Linked DNA regions of Sus scrofa: region 2 is linked to region 1. A link is a contact called in public HiChIP or PLAC-seq data. All regions are on one chromosome and are shown on one strand. The core of a region is the stretch at or near the end of the contact, and the rest is flanking DNA. Distances in the headings are between cores, read along the strand shown.

Region 1 (5,750 bases), core at 2,643-5,142:
ACTTTTATGGTGTGTGAATGGGCATTTTTCCAAAAAGAAATAGAAATGGCCAATAAGCACATGAGATTCTCAACTTCACTAAGCATCAGTGAAATGCAAATCAAAACCACAATGAGATATCACTTCATATTCACTAGGTGGACTAGGACCATTAAGTCAGATAATAACAAGTGCTGTGGGAATGGGACGACTTGAGAGGCCCCATAAAGTGCTGATGGGAATATAAAAGGGCACAACCACTTTGGAAAATAATCTGGCAGATCCTCAAATGAAAAAATAAAGAGCATCCAACTCAGAAAGTCTACTTTAAGGTATAGACTCGGGAAAAATAAAAACATGTGTCCACACAAAAACTTGTACACAAGTGTTCAAAGCTGTATAATAGCCAAAAAGTGGAAACAACACAAATGCCCATCAACTGATGAATGTGTTTTTAAAAATGTGCTGAAGCAGGCTAGCTGGCACTCCTGTCTTCCCCTACACTGTTCCCAGTATCAGTGGGGCCCACTGGGGAGCTGAGCCTCCCACAACACCAGGTATCCCTGCGGAAGAAAGCAGTGGTGGGAGGTGGGATAGCTGGCACTATGCTTCCCACATGTCCACATGGCCCAAAAGGGAAATGAGCTTCAACTGCATCCTACAGCAACAAAGTGGCATGAATCACCCTTAATTGCCCTCTTCCTAGTGGGCAGCTGATCTTTTCCCCAGGGAACTAGTTTTATAACCCCCCGTTCAAAGGGAACATGACAGAGAAGGGCAGTGGCCCACAAAGGTGTCAACAGAGTTGATGGGGGTGCTGAAGTTCCACGTCAGTCACCTGCAAGAAGACAGTGTAAGTGCTCCACTTTTGTTGGGGTGGTATCAATATGGCTGAATGGGAAGCAGGGTGTACATACCCACCTGGTTCTCGAGTTACACTTCAAGAGGGAGATGCCTATAAGAAGAAATAGGACTTTAAAGGTCTACAACACACTTAAAGAAAATTATTTGTCATACCAACAACCAAGAAAATTACAACTTGAATAAGAGACAATCAACAGAGAAATGGAGATAAACATTACATTGAAGTCACCCAATCAGGATTTTAAAGAAGCTGTCCTAAAAATAATTCAGCAATTACGAAAGCAAATAAATAAACAGAAATTCTCAGCGAAGAAATAGAGGTTATAAAAAGAGAAACAAATAGGAACTACAGAACTGAAAAATATATAACCAACATTTAAAAACTCTCTGGCTGGGCTCAAGAGTATAATGACAGAGAATATGATTAGTGACCTTGAGGACAGATCAACAGAAATTATACAATCTAAACCGACAGTAAAATAGACTTACAGAAATGAATAGATTCTCAGGGGCCTACAGGACTTAACAAAGGAGCTAGGAATTCCCACTGTGGTGCAATGGGATCAGTGATATGTTGGTAGCACTGTGCCAGGCAAGTTTGATCCCTTGCCTGGCAGAGTGGATTAAGGAACCAGCATTGCCGCAGCTGTGGCTTAGGTCACAACTGTGGCTTGGATCTGATTCCTGACCAGGGAACTCCTTATGTCACAGGATAGCCAAAAAAAGAAAAAGAAAAAACAAAACAAAACAAAAAAACCAAAACAAAACCAATCAAAAACACCACAACCACAAAGAAGCTAACATGTCCGTATCACTGAATCCCAAAGGAGGAAGAGAGTGAGACTAAAAAAATATTTGAAGAAATAATGGTTGGAAACTTCCCAACTTTGAAGAAAGACATAAACTTACATGTTCAAGAAGCTATATTATGCTTAAATAGGACACACCCAAGAAATCCAAGCCAAGTAGGTTTAGCTATCAAAGGGCAACAAGAGGGATCCCTGTAGTGATGGAACTGTCTTGACCATAACAATGTCAATATCCTGGCTATGACACTGTACTATAGTTTTGTAAGATGTTACCACTGGCGGAAACTAAGTAAAGGGTCAATGGGATCTTTTTGTACTATTTCTTACAATAGCCGGTGACTGTACAATTATCACCATATTTCAAATAAAATGTATATATAACCAAGAAGAAAAAACCATAGGCCAGGCCTAAGTGAGGGTCATTTAGCAGAGGTCAGTGCCAACAGAGAAGGCAACAGAAGAGGGTGCATGGCACGTAGCCTGGCAGGATGTGGGCCTCATGTGGAGAAAGAGCTAAGGTGCTGATGGCTGGGCAGGGCTGGTAGACTGGTTATGAAAAGGAGGGCTGAATAAATAAGCAAACATATCGGGGCTAGTAAGACACTGGTTTCTGGAGTTCCCATTGTGGACTATCATGTTAAGAACTGGACACTCCTGCGCAGGGACCTATATCTAATCATTTGTGACAGAACATGATGGAAGATAATATGAGAAAAAGAATGTATAAATATGTATGGCTGGGTCACTCTGCTGTTCAGCAGAAACTGACAGAACACTGTAAATCAACTATAACAAAATTAAAAAAACAACAACAACAACAACAGAAATACAGCAAGACATCAATCATTTTCCCAAGGAGCCCTGGTTTCTCTGTGGATGCATCTCTCTGAGGATGTAGGTTCGATCCCTGGCCCTACTCAGTGGGTTGAGGATCTGGCACTGCTATAAGCTGTAGCTCCAATTTGACCGCTACCCTGGGAATCTCCATGTGCCGCAGGTGTGGCTATAAAAAGAAAAAAATAGAGCCAGACTTCTCATTCTTGGAGATGGGAATTATAAACATAATTGAAAAAGCTAGAATAATGGTATTGAGTTGGATTAGAATAGGAAGTACCAAATGAAGTCATGGTTTTCAACATGTACAGATAGAAACAAAAATAAATACGCATGTAAAAACGGACAGGTGTATGTGTGTGTGTATGTATATTAATGCATATTTCCTAGCATTCTCTCCTAGGGAGCTTGGGAACTCTAACATTCCAGCAGTTAGCACATCCAGTAGTTAAATACATCTTGGTTTCTAAATACCGCCCCACCCCCCACCACTAACCCCAGCCCCAGCTAAAAGAAACCAGGGCCCCTTGGGAAAAAATGACTGATTTCAGGGGTGAGACAGGGAAAGCACAATATGAGACTAGAAGCTCTTGCTGTCCTAGAAAGTAAGGAATGTCAAAATGATAGAGCTAAAGGGTTCTTACCGGCCAAATATGACAGTACCATATTTGAGCATCAAAATGAATGATAGTAAAAGACGGTATTGCATTGAACAAAATAGCAACCTAAACTGAAATAAAGAAATGAGTGAACAAATAAATGGAAAGGGAAATTTCTTCCTCATAGTAAAGTGCCAACTAAGAAATGCAGAGGGAGTGATGGAATTAAAAAACCTCCACTTAGGAGTTCCCTTCGTGGCTCAGTGGTTAACGAATCCGACTAGGAACCATGAGGTTGCGGGTTCGATCCCTGGCCTTGCTCAGTGGGTTAAGGATCTGGCGTTGCCGTGAGCTGTGGTGTAGGTCACAGACACGGCTGGGATCCCACATTGCTGATTGGACCCCTAGCCTGGGAACCCCCATATGCCACAGGAGCGGCCCTAGAAAAGGGAAAAAAGACCAAAAAACAAAAAACAAAACAAAACAAAAATGCTCCACTTAGTTATCTATCATAGTAATAATTAAAAGCTGAAACTACTGCGTAAAAGCTGGATGAGGACCAGGATATATACATGGTCTCAAAACATCTCTCATGAAATATTAATTATGAACAGAGAAAGAACAATTTGTAATAGGTAATTCTTGGCAGATACCGCTTTACTGATGCAATCAAACTTAACATTTCCAGTTTTAAAGTAAAATGATATCTGTGTCACTCGATAGGATACACTATAAGAAAAGCATAGACTCACTTTTGTGATGTTTCTGTCAAAAATGCATAACCTCAATCTTATGATGAAATAGCAGACAAACCTAAATTGAGGAACATACTGCAAAAGAACTGGCCTGTACTCTTCACAAAGGTCAAAGAGGACTACAGTCATCAAAAGAAACTGAAAAAAAAATTGATAAGAATCCTTCTGCTATTAAAGGATATCATTGAGACAGCTGATAAAACCTGAATGGGGGTCTCTGGGTAAAAAATACACAGGAATTTTTTTGTAGTTTTCTGTATAAGTTTGGAATTATTTTAAAATAGAAGAACTAATATCACAAAAAAAGAGACAACAAGACATCATGGGCATCCTGATAGAAGAATATAGCACCATCCATGTAATATTATGCCAATAAAAAAAAAATCTGATTAGACTCTACATCCCTCTATCAATTCTATTTACAGGAAATACCACAAGGATATAACCAGCAAAATACAGATTGTGGCAAACTCTATAGGGCCAAAAAAAAAAAAAAAAAAAAAAAAAAAAGTGGTTTCTCCAACAAACTATAAGGAACAAGAGACAGGGAAAGCCAAATTTAAAAGATATTAGACACACATCAACCAATTACAGTATATTAAACAATGTGGTTTTTTGGATCTTGATTCAAATAAACATACATATATGTATGAGACGATCAGAAATTTGAGCAATGTTCAGATGCCTAAGCAATTAGTGTTAAATTTATTTTTAGTTAATGCAATGATGATATGGTTAACAAATGAAATAATCTGGAAGTAGAGGAAGGGAGTAGAGGGAGTGAGTGAGCTGAGACTGTTAAAGCTGATTTATATAGGGGATAGTACTTCCATGGGGTACAGGGGTGTGATAATCACATGTGAATCTTTAGTGGATTCTGTATACTTCCATGAATGTTGAAAATTTCCAAAATAAGACTTTTCTTTTTTCCCCAAAAAATGTAGAATCATGATTTAAATTAAGGTCTATTTCCAAAGCTAATTATTGCTGAGTTTTCTATTTTCCTTTAAAAGTAATTTTTTTTAATGGCCACACCCATGGCATACGTTAGTTCCCAGGCCAGGGGTCTAATCCGAGCTACAGCTGCCGGCCTCCATCACAGCTACAGCAACTTGGGATCTGAGCTATGTCTGCAACCTACACCACAGCTCACCTCAACACCAGATCCTTAACCCACTGAGTAAGGCCAGGGATCAAACCTGCATCCTCATGGATCCTAGTCGGGTTCGCTTACTGCTGAGACACAACGGGAACTCCTCTTTTAAAAGTAATTTAAGTACTTTAGTTGTATATCTCCTAAAATTTCCCATGATCCATTAGCCAAAATTAAGAAAAAAATACTAGAAGTTTAATTGACCATCGTCATAAATGAGATGCATTTTAAGAAGATATAAAGTAAGCTTTTTATTTTTCTAGATTTTTTTCCTAGTTCAAAATTAGCTACATTTATACACTGAGGAATATTTTATTTTTTTAAAAAAGTGTCTTGGAAAAGGTAAAAATCAGCTTCTCTAGTGGGTGACAATAGAGGTTACAACCTTCCTAGGGGCATTTGGAAATGGATATGCTTTGGTTGTCACTGTAATTAATCACTGTAACCTGGGGGGTGGGCAGGGTTACCAAATGTCTTCAATGCTCAGAGCTCTCCTGTACCATGAGGAGTTGTCCCACCTCAAAAGCCAACAGAACCCCAGGCGAGAAACACCAACTTAGACGGTAACATTCCAGTAGAAGAAGGGCTAGGGAAAAAGACTCATCCAACTCCTACATTCTTAGCTGCAAAGTTACTTAGGGGGAAAAAAACACCCCATTATTCTACAAGAGAAGCAGTAAGTAGATACCATCATTGCATTTGTTTTAGAGAGCACCTCTTTCTAAAACCAAGGAAATGAACATGCAGTAAGCCTGGC
Region 2 (5,622 bases), core at 1,565-4,064, 100 kb before region 1:
TCATCCCACAGTGAAGAGAACGTCCACAGTGAATGCTGAAAAGGGACCACAGCTGAGCACCACAGGAAAGCTTTCTCCTAGGTAATCCTGGTTCTCCTGTGTGATTAAAGGAGAAAGAAAAAAGTATTAGACTCCTTTCATTCACTTAACATAATCTATGATTAAATGCAATAATGTACAGAGCTATCAAAAAATATACATCCGACTAGGAACCATGAGGTTGTGGGTTCGATCCCTGGCCTCGCTCAGTGGGTTAAGGATCCGGCACTGCCATGAGCTGTGGTGTAGGTCACAGACGCAGCTTAGGTCTGGCATTGCTGTGGTTCTGGCGTAGGCCCAGCAGCTACAGCTCCGATTAGACCCTTAGCCTGGGAACCTCCCTATGACGCGAATGCAGCACTAAAAGGACAAAACACACACATCCATACATGAGAACCTCATTTTTAAATTAACCTACTCAAGTATTCCATGTCAGCAAACACTAAGTGATCTTATTAAAAGAAAACCAATGATTATCTACTGGATCTGAGGCAAGATAAGGATCCTTCCTTCACTAGAAAAGTGCTGTGAAGATCAAAGATGGTAACCACTTTGGTACAATACTCTCTGAACTAAGCAATATGACCAGTTTAGTTTTATAATCAAAATCTTGAGCTAAACCATATTAAATATCAGTCTTCAATTTACAGACTTCATACTTAAGAAGCAGCCACTGTAAAGATTACTTAATTTCAAAGAAAGCAAGCTGCTAAGTAGTTACTTAGTAATAACCAAAACCTGTAAACAAAACCACTCTTAGGACATATAGTTCAATGTAACAGAACTTAACATCCAGAAATAAACCCCATATACTGGGTCAACTGATTTTCAACAAGAGTGCCACCACAATTCAATGGGGAAACAAAAGTTTTTTTCGACAAAGAGTGCCAGAACAACTGGATATCCACATGCAAAAGAATGAATCTGGACCCCTACACCTCGCACCACATATAAACGTAACCTAAGACCAATAACCTCCTTTAAAGAAGGATAAATAGCCATTTCTCTAAAGATGTGATTAATAAGAAAAAAGGGCCAATAAGTACATAAAAAAACCTCACATCATTTATTAGTCATCAAACCAAAATCATAATGGGGTATCACTTTCAGATCCACGAGGATGGCCATAATCAAAAAGAGACCAAGGATGTGGAAAAATTAAATTACATTACCATTGCTGGTGGGAACGTAAAATGGTCAGGTGCTTTGGAAAAGTTTAGCAGTTTATCAAAAAATTAACCAAATGATCCCGCAACTTCACTTACAGGTATATTCCTAACAGAATTAAACACAAAACTTAAATATGAATGCTCACAGCAACATATCTCATTTGGAGTCAAAATAACCAAGGTTCAAATCCTGTCCCTGCTCACTCACTGACACTCTGGAACCCAGCCCCTCTGTAACATCAATACAATGGACTAAATGATCCATAATACAGGAAAAGAGTTACCACACCCTCAATATATATAAGACCCCACCATTAAGCCCTTCAAGTGAGCCACCTTATCTCATGGTGTCTATTTTACATAGGTGTAAACTGGTGCCAGGAAGTTTAATAACTGGCTCCAAATTACAAGGAGAGACAGCACTGGATCTCCAAACTCAAACTCACCATACCTCAGCCAATTTCAATTCTACAAGGCCAGATAATTCACGATATGAACATGCAGACAACTGTCCCTAAAAAGATTTTTCTGGGAGTTCCCCTCATGGCTCAGTGGTTAACGAATCCAACTAGGAACCATGAGGTTGCGGGTTCGATCCCTGGCCTTGCTCAGTGGGTTACATATCAGGCGTTGCTGTGGTGTAGGTCACAGACGCAGCTCAGATCTTGTGTTGCTGTGGCTGTGGCCTAGGCCTGCATCTACAGCTCCAATTTGACCCCTAGCCTGGGAAACTCCATATGCCATGGGTGCAGCCCTAAAATAAATAAATAAATAAATAAGAACCAAGAGGAAAACCAGCTGGTACCTCCAACCCAATTCTCAAGCCCAGCCTGATTTTCCTCATTTAAAACATGTTTGAATCCTCAGCAAATGTAGGAATTTAAAATGAAGTAAACAATAGAATTTAAAATGTATTCACTTTTCAAGCTTGGAAAATGAGGCATGTTTACTTTGTACTATTTTTCTTGATCCAGCAATGTATACAGGTACCCATACTGGTAGACAGCAATCCAGCAATTTATACACCAGGAGCTTTTAAAATGCTCCTCCAATTGGGGGAAAATACATACAAATGTAACCCAAAAATTGTTATTTATGGGTGAGGGGCAGGGGGAACAATTATCTACTATGTAGCATCACTATTCATTAGAGCAATAGCTTCCAAAAGTCTATGATCCACATGAGAAAAAGGTTTTATAATTCAAAACAGTACTCATACATGTCTATACATACATAATACAAAATACTAATACAGTAAAATACTACTATTCACTATTGTTCAAAAATCAATACTAACCCCTATTCTTTTTCTACTTTATTATACAGATTAAATTGATTTTATGATCCACTGATGGTTTTCAACCTACAGTTTTTCAGATTAATACTGATGAGAGCAAATTTTGGAAACTAAAATCTAACAGTTGAGAGTAGGCAATGTTTAGTTAAGCAAGCTTTCAGAACACAGAACACAATCCACATAACAAATAACAAGGATCCATAGAAATGTTCATTAAGAAATAAAGTTAAAGAAAAACTAACATGTACACTGTCACAACTACACAATGTTTGACTAAAGAAAGAGAAAGGAGTTGGGTCACAGAGCAGGTTTACTTTCAGTTCTTCAGATTTTCCCCTCTGAAGTCAGAGCACACTTCAGAATCTGAGACTCGGAAATAATCTTGGGGCCTCTGTTATGTTAACTCATTAAAATCAGTATTTAAGGTCTCGGCATTGTCACTGCTGTAGCTTGGGTCTGATCCCTGGCCTGGACACTTCTCCATGCTGTGGAGGCGGAAAAGGAAGGAAGGGAGGGAGGGAGAGAAAAATAACTACAGAGAAAGAAAAAGGAAGGAAGGAAAGATGATGGGGGGGAGGAAAATATGAAAGTCACAAAGCACAATGCCAGGTGCACAGAGGATACTCAGTAACTTGTAGCTTCAATCATCAGTATTAGATATTAACTAAAACATTCTTAGACAAGACTATTAGCTGAAACTATCTGAATGTGATCTTTCAGATAATTCCTTTTCTAACTAAAAGTAACATAACTTTCCATGTATCTTCTATCCTTATTCACGCACTACCTTAATCTGTAGCTTGAACTCTTCCCATCCCTATTAAAAATACTAATAATTAAACATCACAATTCAACTTGGACAAAATGTTCCTGCGCAACATAGCAGTGCAGGAAAGATTAGAGCAATGGCTTTCGGATACAGCAGCTTCTTAGCAGCTGTGTTCTTGGGCAAATTAAATAACCTTCTTGAGGTTTATTTCTCATCAGTTGGGGAACTAACATCCACACCCTCAGAAGACCGTTTTGAGGATTAGGAACACATGCAAAGCACCTTAATGACCTAGAAGTAAGTACTCAACAAATGGTAACCCTTGTTCTAATAAATCAATCTGAGAGAGAAACTAACTTTAAATTCCTGGATATACTTGTGACAGTCAAAAATACTTATCTTCAATTTAATCATGCTGTGTCAACTTAAAATGTGCTGTGAAGAGGCATATCTACTTATTAATTATGATTTAAGCTTGTTTATCTGTATTTCTATCAAGTAAGGTTTCATTTTAAAATCCACTTATATCTTAGTAAATGACAGTGTATGACATCTTATGTTTAATACTTGTGTATAGTCAACACCTTAAAGTCAGAGTTCTTCACCTATAAGCACAATGAATTTCAGAATGTACAATTTTTCTACAAGACTCCACAGCTTTTACCACATTTACAAAGTCTATAACTAAAAGAAGGTTAAGCGTTATGGTCCTAAAAACACATGAATATACATTCTGAAAGCTACATACTAATTGAAATACATAAATACCACTTTTGCATTGTCAATTTTAGTAAGATAGTATTTTATTTTATTTTTTGTCTTTTCTAGGGCCGCACACGGAGCTTCCCAGGCTAGGGGTCTAATTGGAGCTGTAGCTACCAGGCTACCCCAGAGCCACAGCAACACGGGATCCAAGCCTTGTCTGGGACCTACACCACAGCTCACAGCAACACCAGATCCTTAACCCACTGAGTGAGGCCAGGGATCGAACCTGCAACGTCATGGTTCCTAGTTGATTTGTTAACCACTGAGTCACAAAAGGAACTCCCTAGTAAGACAGTATTTTAAACAAACAAGCTTCTAGTTCTTAAAATACGCTAAACCTAGTCCAAAGCCAGGCATACTCTACTTTCTATGGCTTATTAGAGTTTGAGGAACTCTCTTGTGGTGAGGTGGGCTGAGGATTCAGTGTTGTCACTACTGGTTACTGCAGTGACACAGCTCTGAACTTCTGAGAAAAACTTTTTCCAGCAGTCTTATTTCCTACCTTTTATAATATTTCACATACTTCTATAAACAAAGCACCTCAGAAAATTTTTACTTTTATTTATTTATTCTTTTTCCTTTTTCTTTTTATGGACGCACCTGCAGCACGTGAAGTTTCCAAACTAGGGGTCAAATTGGAGCTGCAGGCCTACGTCACAGCAACAAAGCAGCACCAGATTTGAGTCACATCTGCTACCTACACCACAGCCTGTGTAAACACCAGATCCTTAACCTACTGAGTGAGGCCCAGGATTGAACCTGCATCTTCATGGGGACTACATCAGGTTCTTAACCTGATGAGTCACAACGGAAACCCCAGGTTTTATTTTTAAAAACCTTTATTCACAGGCCATTTATATAAATTTCACTTTTTGCCAAACTTTCATTCAAATACAAGTATTTCCTTCAGTCTCATCATCTAGTTTCACTTGCTGATAAATACAAAATTAGAATATTGGCTACTTAACATGAATTTCCTTGAAATACTCAGTTAACTATTAACAAAATTATCTGATGATGCTGGCTGAACATTAAAATACTATCCAAAATGTAAAAGTATTTTCAATATAAAACATGCAAACTCTCCAACACAATTCTGATTCCTTCTTCCTAAGCTTTGCTAATGAAAACTAACCTACTTCTAATACAAAAGAACTTATTTACGAAACAAAAACAGACTCAAAGATTTCCAAACCATACTTAGGATTACTAAAGGGGCAAGGTTGGGAGGGATAAATTAGGTTGGGATTAACATACATATACTATATAAAAAATAGATAATAACAAGGTCTCACTGTATAGCTCATAGGGAAATCTACTCAATACTCTGTAATAACCTGTATTATGTATCACTTTGCTGAACACCTGAAACTAACACAACATTGTAAACCAACTATAATCCAATAAAATTTCAAAAATCAAATTAACCTACTTCTAATCTTTCAATTTCTCTTTGTAGGCAGGATTTTTTTTTAAATTGATGTATAACTGACATACAGTATATTAGTTCCAGGTGCATAACATAATGATTCCCTATTTGTAAACACTGTGAAATGATCACAAACAGTTACTACCCACTAAAT

Evidence for each region. HiChIP or PLAC-seq counts read pairs in DNA pulled down with a chosen protein or histone mark.
Region 2: an H3K27ac HiChIP or PLAC-seq map of alveolar macrophages shows a contact between it and region 1. The contact joins two enhancer-like sites. A contact is called at or near these places in 2 of 47 Hi-C or Micro-C datasets (embryonic fibroblasts and epiblast stem cells) and 1 of 2 datasets of contacts at active chromatin or transcription factors (alveolar macrophages).

What each region holds. Positions count from the first base shown.
Region 1 is chr3:43,359,958-43,365,707 of Sscrofa11.1, reverse strand. All of the region lies in intron 2 of PTPDC1 (protein tyrosine phosphatase domain-containing protein 1), which reads right to left. Among named protein-coding and RNA genes, the nearest start is that of PTPDC1, 41 kb to the right of the region's middle. Within about 2 kb of position 3,892, at least 1 of the 83 cell types and tissues checked has an H3K27ac peak or open chromatin away from gene starts, as enhancers often do. A contact at or near this core is called in alveolar macrophages, where this site is marked.
Region 2 is chr3:43,460,058-43,465,679 of Sscrofa11.1, reverse strand. It overlaps MIRLET7A-2 (microRNA let-7a-2), which reads right to left and starts at 13; the gene lies at 1-13. Within about 2 kb of position 2,814, at least 7 of the 83 cell types and tissues checked have an H3K27ac peak or open chromatin away from gene starts, as enhancers often do. A contact at or near this core is called in alveolar macrophages, where this site is marked.